Linked DNA regions of Mus musculus: region 1 is linked to region 2. The links are chromatin contacts, called in public Hi-C maps. All regions are on one chromosome and are shown on one strand. The core of a region is the stretch at or near the end of the contact, and the rest is flanking DNA. Distances in the headings are between cores, read along the strand shown. Region 1 overlaps Ddx4 (DEAD box helicase 4). Region 2 overlaps Il31ra (interleukin 31 receptor A).

Region 1 (4,911 bases), core at 342-2,841, 98 kb after region 2:
AGAGGTGTTGAAGGAAAACTTCAAAATTCCTAAAAGCCTGTATTAACTACATATGCCAACAACCAAGTATTTTCATCATATCTTATGAACTGTAATGTAATTCAAAAACCTAAAGATACTCAGCCATCATTTGAAGGATAAAAAAAGCTAATCAATGTTATATTTTAATTCTAAGAATCAAATCAAAAGCACATTAACACACATTGAATTATACAAGTTCAAAAAAATCACTGCCAAGATTAAACTATATATAAAATTGTAGGTCAGCCATAAGGAGAAGAACTTCTGAGATTATATATAGTACCAAGATAATTGTTAAAGTTATTGCCATTCAACCAGAAGGGTTATTTTGGTTTTGTCTGAGACAGATCTTACTGTGCAGCTCTGGACTGGTTGTGAGCCCACAGGCTCCCAAACTTCCGTACTGCTAGGAATATAGCTGTGCATTACCATACCTAGCTCAGAGTTCTAGTTTTAAAACATCAACATGCATTTCAACCTAAAACATATGAAAATAACTTGTGACAAAATCTGTTACATTGGCCCTTTTCTCATTGAGAAAGTACTATTTAGGCCAGGCATGTCATCACATGCCTTTAATCCTAGCACTAAAAGAAGAAAAAATTCTGGAAGTATAGTCTTCTACTCTTATTATTTAGAAGCTTTCATCAAAATGTATCATACAGCCTCTTCAAAGTTTGAAAATATAATTACACTGTTAATTCTCTCCTAAATATAATACTAAGATATAAGTATTTCCACTGGCAGTAGGAGCTAGCAAACCTTTGAACCTTTTGTCTCACTTACAAGGTTGAGATTAGTGTGGTGTACACGTTTATAACCCTAGAACTCATGAGGCAGAGGCAAGAGGATCACGCAAGTTGAGAGCCAGTTGGTTCACATAGCAAGTCCACGGCAGATAAGGCTATACAGTAAAACTCTTTAAAATGGGAAAACAAAACAACAATCCACTATATGATCCAAACCATCAATGTACATTAATATGTAAACATTTAAAAACAAAATATACATTAATATTTAAATATCATAACAACTAGTAGTGAGATGCTCAAATATAAAATTCAAATTTGTGTTTATATATTAATAAGAAATTAGGTTTTCCAAATGTCAAATGAAATACCTTAATTATGATAGCAATAGAAAAAGAGTTAATCAAGTTTTTCAAAAGATAAATTTAAGAATGAGTGTTAGCCTCCCCCTGAGCAGCATAGTAGAGCTGGCCCTGATGGCAGGGTGGAGGGGAGCTGGCTACTTGCCTGCTGTGAGGTGGTGTGGGCAAGGGCAACAGAGAGTGCTCTCCTCCTCCTCAACACCTGAGGCAGTCAGGAGAGCTGGCCCTCGCTGCCCTCACTGGCTGCATGCAGCACAGGAAGAGCGGGCTGGCCCTGCACCCACCTGGGCAACACAGTAGAGCTGGCCCTGATGGTGAAGGCACAAGTGAGCCAACCTGAAGATGTGAGAGTGGGAGAGCTGGTCTGGTCCAGCCCTTTTCCAGCTGCAGCACTGGGTGAGCTAGCCAGGGCAGTACTGAAGAGTTCTCCCTGGTGGTGCCCAGGAGAGCTGGCAGAATGACCAACTTAGCTATCACCCAGGCCCAGATCCAGGGCTTTAAGTTGGGCCACCCCCAAGACCTCATCTATTATCTGCTGGAGCACGTGAAAGGCTGGTCCTGCTGATCCAAAGCTACAGCAGTCTCATGACACGGGGCAACAAAAGGATACTCAAGAGGAGTCCTGGTAAGGATCCAGTATTGATGGTGTAGCAGAAGTCAGAGGCCTCAAAACCAGACCAGTGACTCACTGCAGTGAACATCTGTAAGTAAAGATGTGTGGGGAAAGGGGTATACTGGGGGAAACACTGTGATACACTACAGCTTCCACAATGAGATGTTTTCTATGCTTTGTTTTATTTTTATTTTCTGTTTTCTTTGGAGGGGGAGGTTGAAAAAGCAGGGGGCAGACATGAAGGACTGGAAAAAGCAGGGGGCAGACATGAAGGACTGGAGGGACAAATGGGGTTGGGGTGAATGATGTGAAACTCACAAAGACTAAAGGTTAAAAACATATATATTAAAAGAAGCACAAAGAGAAAAAAATGGGTGTGAGATATTTTTAAATTACCAAACAGTCCTAGCTATGCTATGTCTTGAAAGACAAAAAGCTCATAAAGGCTCGAGTTAGCATGAAATTTTAGGGCCATGTTATTGCATTATAACAAAAACATAGTATAAAATGTTTTCAACACTTTAATATTAAACTCTATTAATTATGGGGAAATAAAGGTATTTTGCTCTAAAACTACTAAACCCAAATGTTCCTAGTTTTTTGTTTGTTCACATGTTTGTTTAGAGAAAGAGTTTTGCATGCAGCCTAGGATGGCCTTAAACTCAAAATCCTCCTGCCAAGTGCTGGAATTACAGTGTACATGACAAGTTTTGACAGCTTAAAAATGTAATTTTAAAACCCAACATTTGGGATGTGGAGGCAGGAAGACAAGAATTTTAAGGCCAGTCTCAGCTACATAGCAGATTTGAGGCCAGTCTGAGATACAAGAGACCCTGTCTCAAAAATAAGTAAATAACTTGTTAAACTTAATACCGATGAGCTAACAGGAGTATCTCCCATACTGCTTTTTGTTAAGAAAGCTAACACTCAACAAGTTCCCTATACCCTAAGCTCCCATGGTTTTTACAACATTCTTCTCACATCAATTCCTAGAAACAGAAACTTGAAATTAAGCAGCAGCTGATCTATGGGACCAATCTGTCTGTCTAGTCCACTTAACTATGTCTTATAATACCAGAGAGATAAAACAGCATAAAGTACTCAGGCATTACCCAGTGTGGTGGGCAGACCTCCACTCCCAGCACTTAGGAGGCTGTGGAAGGAGGATCCCAAGTTCAATATTTGTCTGTACTGTATTACACATGGAGTTTATGAGCAGCCTGTGTTTAAGGCCAGCATGGATTATACTATAGAGTTTAAAGCTAGTTGGGCATACCTGTTCTCATTTCTCTGCCCCACAGCCCTGACATTAAATAAAAATTAACTTGCCAAGCAGTGGTGGTACATGCCTTTAATCCCAGCATTCAGGAGGCAGAGTCAGGTGGATCTCTGGGAGTTCAAGGCCAGCCTGGTTCTACAGAGCAAGTTATAGGACAGCCAGAGTTACACAGAGAAACCCTGTCTCAAAAAACAAAACAAAACAAAACAAAACAAAAACAAAAACAAAATCACACACACACAAAAAATTAACTCAAAATCTATTATCCACTAAGTTATAGCAGACTTATAGCTTTGCACCAAATCCAAGCCCCTGTGCCATTATTCAACAGTTCAGATGACTAAACAAAGATGGCGCTTACCTCTGCTTCCTAAACTTCTTCCAGAAGGAAACCCACTTCTCATGAAATCATCTCTTCCAGAAGGCCCATCTTCCATTTCTAAAGCAAACAACACTTCAAAGCAAGTCAAATAGAAATATGTGTCCAAATATACAAATTTAAAGCCTTTTCAATGTGCCACACACTTAACAGAGAAATTGTATTTACTTGACAAGAAAAGTGACAGATCCAAGCTACTTGGGAGGCTGAAGCAGAAAAGACCCATGAACAGTCTTAGCTACAATATAAGTTCAAAGCCATCTATGTATTGAGATACATTCTCAAACCAAAATTGAATCACAGAGTTAAAAGAGGGCTAGGAATGTATCTCTGTCTTGCTTAGGATGCATGGGGCCTTAGGTTCCACCTCTAGTGTAAGAAGGAGAATGATAACAAAGAGCCTGACTGAAAAGTGAGTTGTGGTTGTTAGTAGCTTCTATAATGACCCTGCCTGTAGATGGTTCTAACCACCATGAGCTGGCCCTCCTAGATCAACTAGCAATAAGGAAGGTGCTCCACAGACATGGTCTCAGACCAGTATGATCAGGTAAATCTTCAAATGAGGATCTCTCTTCTAAGTGACTCTAGGCTGTGTCAAATTAATGATAAAAACTAACCAGGGCACAATAATTAAAAGCAAGAGACAACATAATAAGATTCCCTTTCTGGGAAAATGAAAAGAAACCAGATCAAGTATAACTTGAGAGAATGAAAAGGTAAAGAAAGCAAGGACAGCTAACCAGAGTCAAGCAAGTCTGTGTGTCCACAACAGCAAAAAATATGTAATATAGATCCATAAGATTCAAATGAAATTTGATACAATTATGTCAGGATATATAGAGAAATCTACAAAAGAATCAGTCACTGTCAGTGGACGGCAAACCCAGAGGCCAAGATGTTGGATAATTTGGTAATTTGAAATGTTATTTAGTTCCTCCCTAACTTTTAAATTTCTGACAATTATGTAGGTATCTATCGGTTTTAGTCTACATTCACTTGACTAGAATGTGCTGCAATAAGGAAATAACTTTCTAAGTAGGTCCACAAGCTACACTTACAATCATAAAATAGGACCAACACAATGGGTCAGTAAGGGTACGTGCACCAAGCCTGACAGCCCCAGAGCCCACATGGTGGAAGGACTGACCCTGACTCCTGCCAGCTGTCCTCTTCTCTCCACTCCTGGGCTGCAGCATGCATGCATGCCCCCACCCAAAACACACAATACATGTGATACTCAAAATGGTTTTGAAAATATTTTTAATTGAAAAGAACTATAAAAAATTCCTTGTTAACCAAAAGAGGTGCACTTTATTTCTCTCGATTCATTACCTTAGCCTAAGCATTCATAGATTAATAGTTATGGCTTTTAGTGGGTGGTTATTTCAATCTAATTTTTAAAATTCTATGACAACAGATCACTACGCTCTCTTACGATACAGGCCTACTTCATTCCTTTACTGAAACTGCCTTTTGTTGATAGCTCAAAGAACCACGTTTCTGCTGGT
Region 2 (5,373 bases), core at 638-3,137:
CATACAGACACATACACAGACACACATACACAGATACACATAGACACACACAGACACACATCGACACACATACACAGACACACATAGACCCACACAGACACACACACATACACAGACCCACACACACAGACACACACACAGACACACACACATACACAGACACACATAGACACACACAGACACACACACATATACACAGACACACATAGACACACACATGCACAGACACACATAGACACACACAGACACACATACATACACACACACACACATACACAGACACACACATACACAGACACACATAGACACACACAGACACACATAGACACACACCGACACACACACACACATACACAGACACACATAGACACACACCGACACACATAAACACACACAGACACACATATGCACATACATGACACAGCACTCACACATACACACAGACACGCACACATGCACATACATGACACAGTACTCACAGTCACACATTCACACACACATAGGCATACACATCTACATATACAACACAGCACTCATACACACATACCCACAAGACAGCACTCATCCATACATATGACATAGCACATACACAGGATATAGCACACACACATACATAACACATACACAGGACACAACACTCATACATATACATATGATATAACACACACACATACAACATAACACTCATATACACCACACATACACACACACACACACACACACACACACACACACACACACAAGACAGCATTCACACACAATCCAAGAAGACTTTTTAATTCCAAAACAGAAAATAAGGCTTTGCCACTTTGCCTGGGTTCAGTAATGTCCAGTGTGGACTCAGTAGATGCCAGGCATGGTGGCTGATGTCAGCAATACCATCACGCCTGACATGAAGCAGACCTGCCTGTAAATTAGAGGGCAGCTGCAGAGTGGGATCTCTTGTCAAAAAAACTTAACAAGCAAGTCTATATACATACAAGGGGTTTTCCTAGCTGGGCAGTCAGGTAGAAGGAGGAAAGACAGAAAACAGGACAAGGAACACTAAACCACAGCTGGGACACAGGGACATCTGGGAAGAACAGAGTTTAGGAGAGGACACAACTTTGATAACACAGGTCTTGAATATGACCTATTTTTTTTTTTATGACTCAAGCCAGCATTCAACCATTTGGACCAGAACCAACAGAAGCAGCAATCACAGTTTCGAGGCTGTGACTGGGCTGGGGGACTGGGCTTTAACTCTCAGCACAGGCTTTGTTCCGTGGAACTGGAGTTTTGGGTGGAAGGGACTGTTAAACAGATCATGTTTCTCCACAACAACCTAAAGAGCCCCCGTTCCCCTCTCTTCCATCTGATTAAAGAGGAACAGCTACCCTGAGGACAGGGACCACTCTTTCTTGAACCAGATGGGGCTACACGTTGAGAACGAGGTACCTACTCTTCTCATGGACATCTGGGATCCTCAGGATGGCCTCTTGGGACTTGCCAAGAGAATTAAAAGAAGTCACGGACACAGAGTGTGCCTGGCTCATCAGAAGCAGTTCATACTGCTGGGTGGTGATGTTGTTTATCTCTGTGAGGTTAGTGCTGTTCTCTGCAAAGTACTGTATGTGGTAGCCAAATGTTTTCTCCAAGACGGGGGCTCCTCTTGCCTTCTGTATCCAAAGAAAACAAAAGTTATTGCCGATACCAGAAAGAGAAAGGCACGGGGACAGTGACAAATGGAAAGATGTCATGTTAGCCATCAGACGCTAAGTTACAAGCAGGTGTTTATCTTTCCAACACAAATGTTTGCTGGCAGGCGATGTCAACCCTTCAAGTGGCAGAAGAGATGATCTATACCAAATGGTAACTTGATATCAGTTAATACAAGTCCAGCTTCATGGGGCCAGGCTGGTGTGAGCAAGCCACTTCTAATTCCATCTGTGTCTTTCCTTCTTATCATGTGTGGGGAGGGGTGTAAAATCTAGAGCCAAGGCATTTCATTCTGGGCCAAAACCAAGTTCATCAAAACAAGTCATCAAAGGCTGGTGGGTAGCTGTGCCTTTATCTTTTATTCCTACAGTTTCCCTCTACAGGGAGATTGGTGTGTCCTGGGCAAGATGTCCAGCTAGGTAATCCAGCCAAAAGGACGAAAATACTCAGGGCTTCCCTGCCCAGTCCAAAGTGAAACCCCAGAAACCCTGACCCATTTTCTTATTTCTAGTCTTGACCTTAGACACACTGACCAGACGTTTTATCTAGGAGTAAGCACGATGAGTAGTTCTTGGGAACTCTGGGGACACCCAGTTTTCTGATATTTATTACTCATTACAAACATACGTGGGACAGAATGAGTGGCCGTGTGCTCAGACAGAGCTTGCATTCACTTTGACCCAGTGCCATCCTAGTTCAGGAATCTCCCTTTCACTGGCCAGAGGAATAAGAAGACCAGCTAGAACCTGTCTAATGTCTAAACTAGAGGTCCTCATGATGAATCCTTATCTCTCCCCTTTTGTGTTTTGCTGACATGTAGTTCATATTTTTAAAAAATTGCTGGATGTTATTATTTACTTATTATCAGTGTTGGAAATTGTGCCCACAGCTTCACCAATGCTAGGCAAGCACTTTACCACTGAACCTATCGATTTCCATATTTAAATGTGTACAAGTCAGTGGTTCTCAAGTTAGTCACAAAATCTCACATCCTTTACCATGATCAAACTTTTTTTAGTGCAGGCTCTGCTAAAGAACTCGAATTCTTAGGAAACCTAGAAGGGTGGTGGCGCACGCCTTTAATCCCAGTACTCTGGAGGCAGAGGCAGATGATCTCTAAGTTCAAGGTCACCCTGATCTATAGAGTGAGTTCCAGGACAGCCAGGGGTACACAGAGAAACCCTGTCTCAAAAAACTAAAACAAAAAATAAAACAAGCAGAAAACCATCATCTCCTGAGGCACAGAGGTGAGGTAGGTGGGGAAACCTGGTCACTTATTTCTCAGGCTGGCCTGCTGGACTCCTCCCACTGCCTAGCAAGACCATGCAAGGGAAGGCATCATGCCAAGACCACATAAGGGTAAGCATCGCTGCTCACATCCACGGAGCCATCCCTTTCCACATTACATCATGCCCAAGGTTAATATCCTCAGCATCCCTGGCTGTGCCTCCCTATGTCCATGCCTTGGGTGACCCAAGGAGACGGACAGAACAATGTCAACCCTGAGGTGATTGGTTTGGGGCTGTCACTTAGCAAGCCAGGATGATGTCGCCACTCAGAAGACTTAAACTGCCAAACTTGAGCAGAGAGATTATTTCTTGATAGTTCTGCAGACATACAATCGAGTCCCAACAGCTTCGTCTTAACCTATTCTTGATCCCTTCAACTTCCCATTTTTCTCTTCTGTTTCCTGTGGGTTTTTCTCTAATTTTCCCTTTCCTTCCCTGTTTGCCTCATTGCTCTCCCTTTGTGTTCCCCGGTCTCTCTCTATCTCTCTTTCTTTTTTCTTCCTTCCTTCCTTTCCCTCTCTCATTTTTTCCTTTCTTCCTTCTTTCTCTTCCTTCTTTCTTTCCTTCCTTTTTTATTTCCTCTCTCTTTTTTCTTCCTCTTTCTCTCTTTCTCTCTCTCTCTCTCTCTCTCTCTCTCTCCCTTCCTCCCTCCCTCCCTCCCTTTCTTCCTTATTAGTTCTTTCCTTCCCCTCTTCCCTGTATCATTTACCATCTTCTTTTTTTCCCTCAGGCCCATACTTTCACCCTAGAAAGGGCCACATGACCACCTCTCCTGCCTTTGTACACTATACTAGTCTGTTACTTAAAGGAACACACATATCAAATGTGTTGGTAATGACAGATGAACACACACACACACACACACACACACACACACACACACACACGAATGCTGATGACCCCAGACAGTGCTCCTTGTAGGTATAAGAATGAAGCTGCAGGAACTCACACTGGATTCTAGGGGATGGAAGCCAGAGGCAGCTTCCTCCAGAAGGCCACAAAGCATCCTGTAGTTGCACTTGTTACTGCTCCAAACATTAACACGTCAGATCAACGAAAGCAGCTGATGTACAATGTGTACTTGAGCCGTCTACAGGGTTAACCTATGGGGAGTCTCAGACCTACACAACAACTGGGAGCTTTGAGGCAAGCACAAAGCCCTACAGAAAGGGAAAGTTAGGAGACAAAACATCACGGATCACAGTGTCTTGAGTGGAAGAGACCAAAGGTTTTTAACCAGGGGGTGGGGTTAAGTGAGAAGAGGAGCTCACCTTCCACAACAATCGCACCTTCCTGTCTCCGTTCATGTCTGCTGGTTCCAGAATTCTCCACAGGTCCAGGACATGTGGAACTGAAAAGAACAAGAGGAAGCTCATGACTGACAGAAGAGGAATGCAGCAGTAGATGGATGAGCACCGAGCCACTGGATACCCTGCCCTTGGGAAGGAGATGTGAGGGAGAGAGGGTGAGAGGCAGAGAGGAGAGGGTGAGCCTTACAGTGCTCAACAAGGTCTTCATTTTGTGGTTGAAGGACTGGAATCAACCATATTTCAAAATAAAAGTGCACCGCTATGATAACTTAATAATAATATAGATGGGGAGGGCAGATAGAATATACTCCACTGGAATACACCTGGTCACCTAAAATTGGATGGATTTTTGCACCATCCTATACCCTCTGAGATTTGACACCTGTATACATTAGTACAATAGCGCTTCCATCTGCAATCAGACACATACTAGTACTACTACTAATGACCAACAGCAGCAACAGCTAACGTCTAGCAAGTACCACTGCACAAAGCGTTGTACCTGGATGAGCTCATTTAATCCCTACAGTCCTGTCACAGTGGGGATTTGACATCACTATCCTTGTAGAGAAAGTATGTATATTATCCAATTATATAAGCTTTTAAGAAATATAGCTAGGATTTAAGGCTAAATACTTCTGTATGATATAGATAAATATTTAAATACTTAAATACAGGTAGCTAGTTCTAATCATCAATAGGTTGAAAGAAAAAAAAATGATAACTTCAATGTGGCTTAGAACTTTTCAAGTAATTTTAAGGTTTGAGATGATGTGAATTAGATAACTAGCATTCCATTATGAAATAGAAAATGGTTGGTTTGTGAGTTGAAAAACAAGAACTTAGGACTTTCTGGGCTTTAGGTCATCCATCCACCACCACCCCTTTCTCAGGTCCTGAAAAATAAAAAAGAAGAAGAAGAAGAAGAAGAAGAAGAAGAAGAAGAAGAAGAAGAAGAAGAAGAAGAAGAAGAAGAAGAAGAAGAAGAAGAAGACGACAAACAAGAGCAGCATGTCCCACTCAGAGCCAGAGTCCTGGGGTGATGGCACTAGCTGAACCAGAAGAAATAATAAGTT

What was found. A called contact is a pair of places that touch in the nucleus more often than the background predicts.
Region 1: a contact with region 2 is called in a Hi-C map of megakaryocyte-erythroid progenitors, with 2.6 times the contacts expected there. The contact joins two enhancer-like sites. A contact is called at or near these places in 2 of 39 promoter capture datasets (3T3-L1-derived adipocytes and embryonic stem cells), 1 of 15 datasets of contacts at CTCF or cohesin (the G1E-ER4 cell line), 10 of 484 Hi-C or Micro-C datasets (the C2C12 cell line, the G1E-ER4 cell line, the HL-1 cell line and 6 more), 2 of 115 datasets of contacts at active chromatin or transcription factors (acute myeloid leukemia and bone marrow-derived dendritic cells) and 2 of 9 other capture datasets (adipose tissue and pancreatic islet).

What each region holds. Positions count from the first base shown.
Region 1 is chr13:112,637,765-112,642,675 of GRCm38.p6, forward strand. Ddx4 (DEAD box helicase 4) reads right to left here. Exons shown (of 22, transcript NM_001145885.1): 4 at 3,386-3,463. Among named protein-coding and RNA genes, the nearest start is that of Ddx4, 12 kb to the right of the region's middle. Within about 2 kb of position 1,592, at least 7 of the 459 cell types and tissues checked have an H3K27ac peak or open chromatin away from gene starts, as enhancers often do. A contact at or near this core is called in megakaryocyte-erythroid progenitors, where this site is marked.
Region 2 is chr13:112,539,629-112,545,001 of GRCm38.p6, forward strand. Il31ra (interleukin 31 receptor A) reads right to left here. Exons shown (of 17, transcript NM_139299.2): 9 at 4,259-4,338; 10 at 1,442-1,658. Among named protein-coding and RNA genes, the nearest start is that of Il31ra, 38 kb to the right of the region's middle. Within about 2 kb of position 1,888, at least 11 of the 459 cell types and tissues checked have an H3K27ac peak or open chromatin away from gene starts, as enhancers often do. A contact at or near this core is called in megakaryocyte-erythroid progenitors, where this site is marked.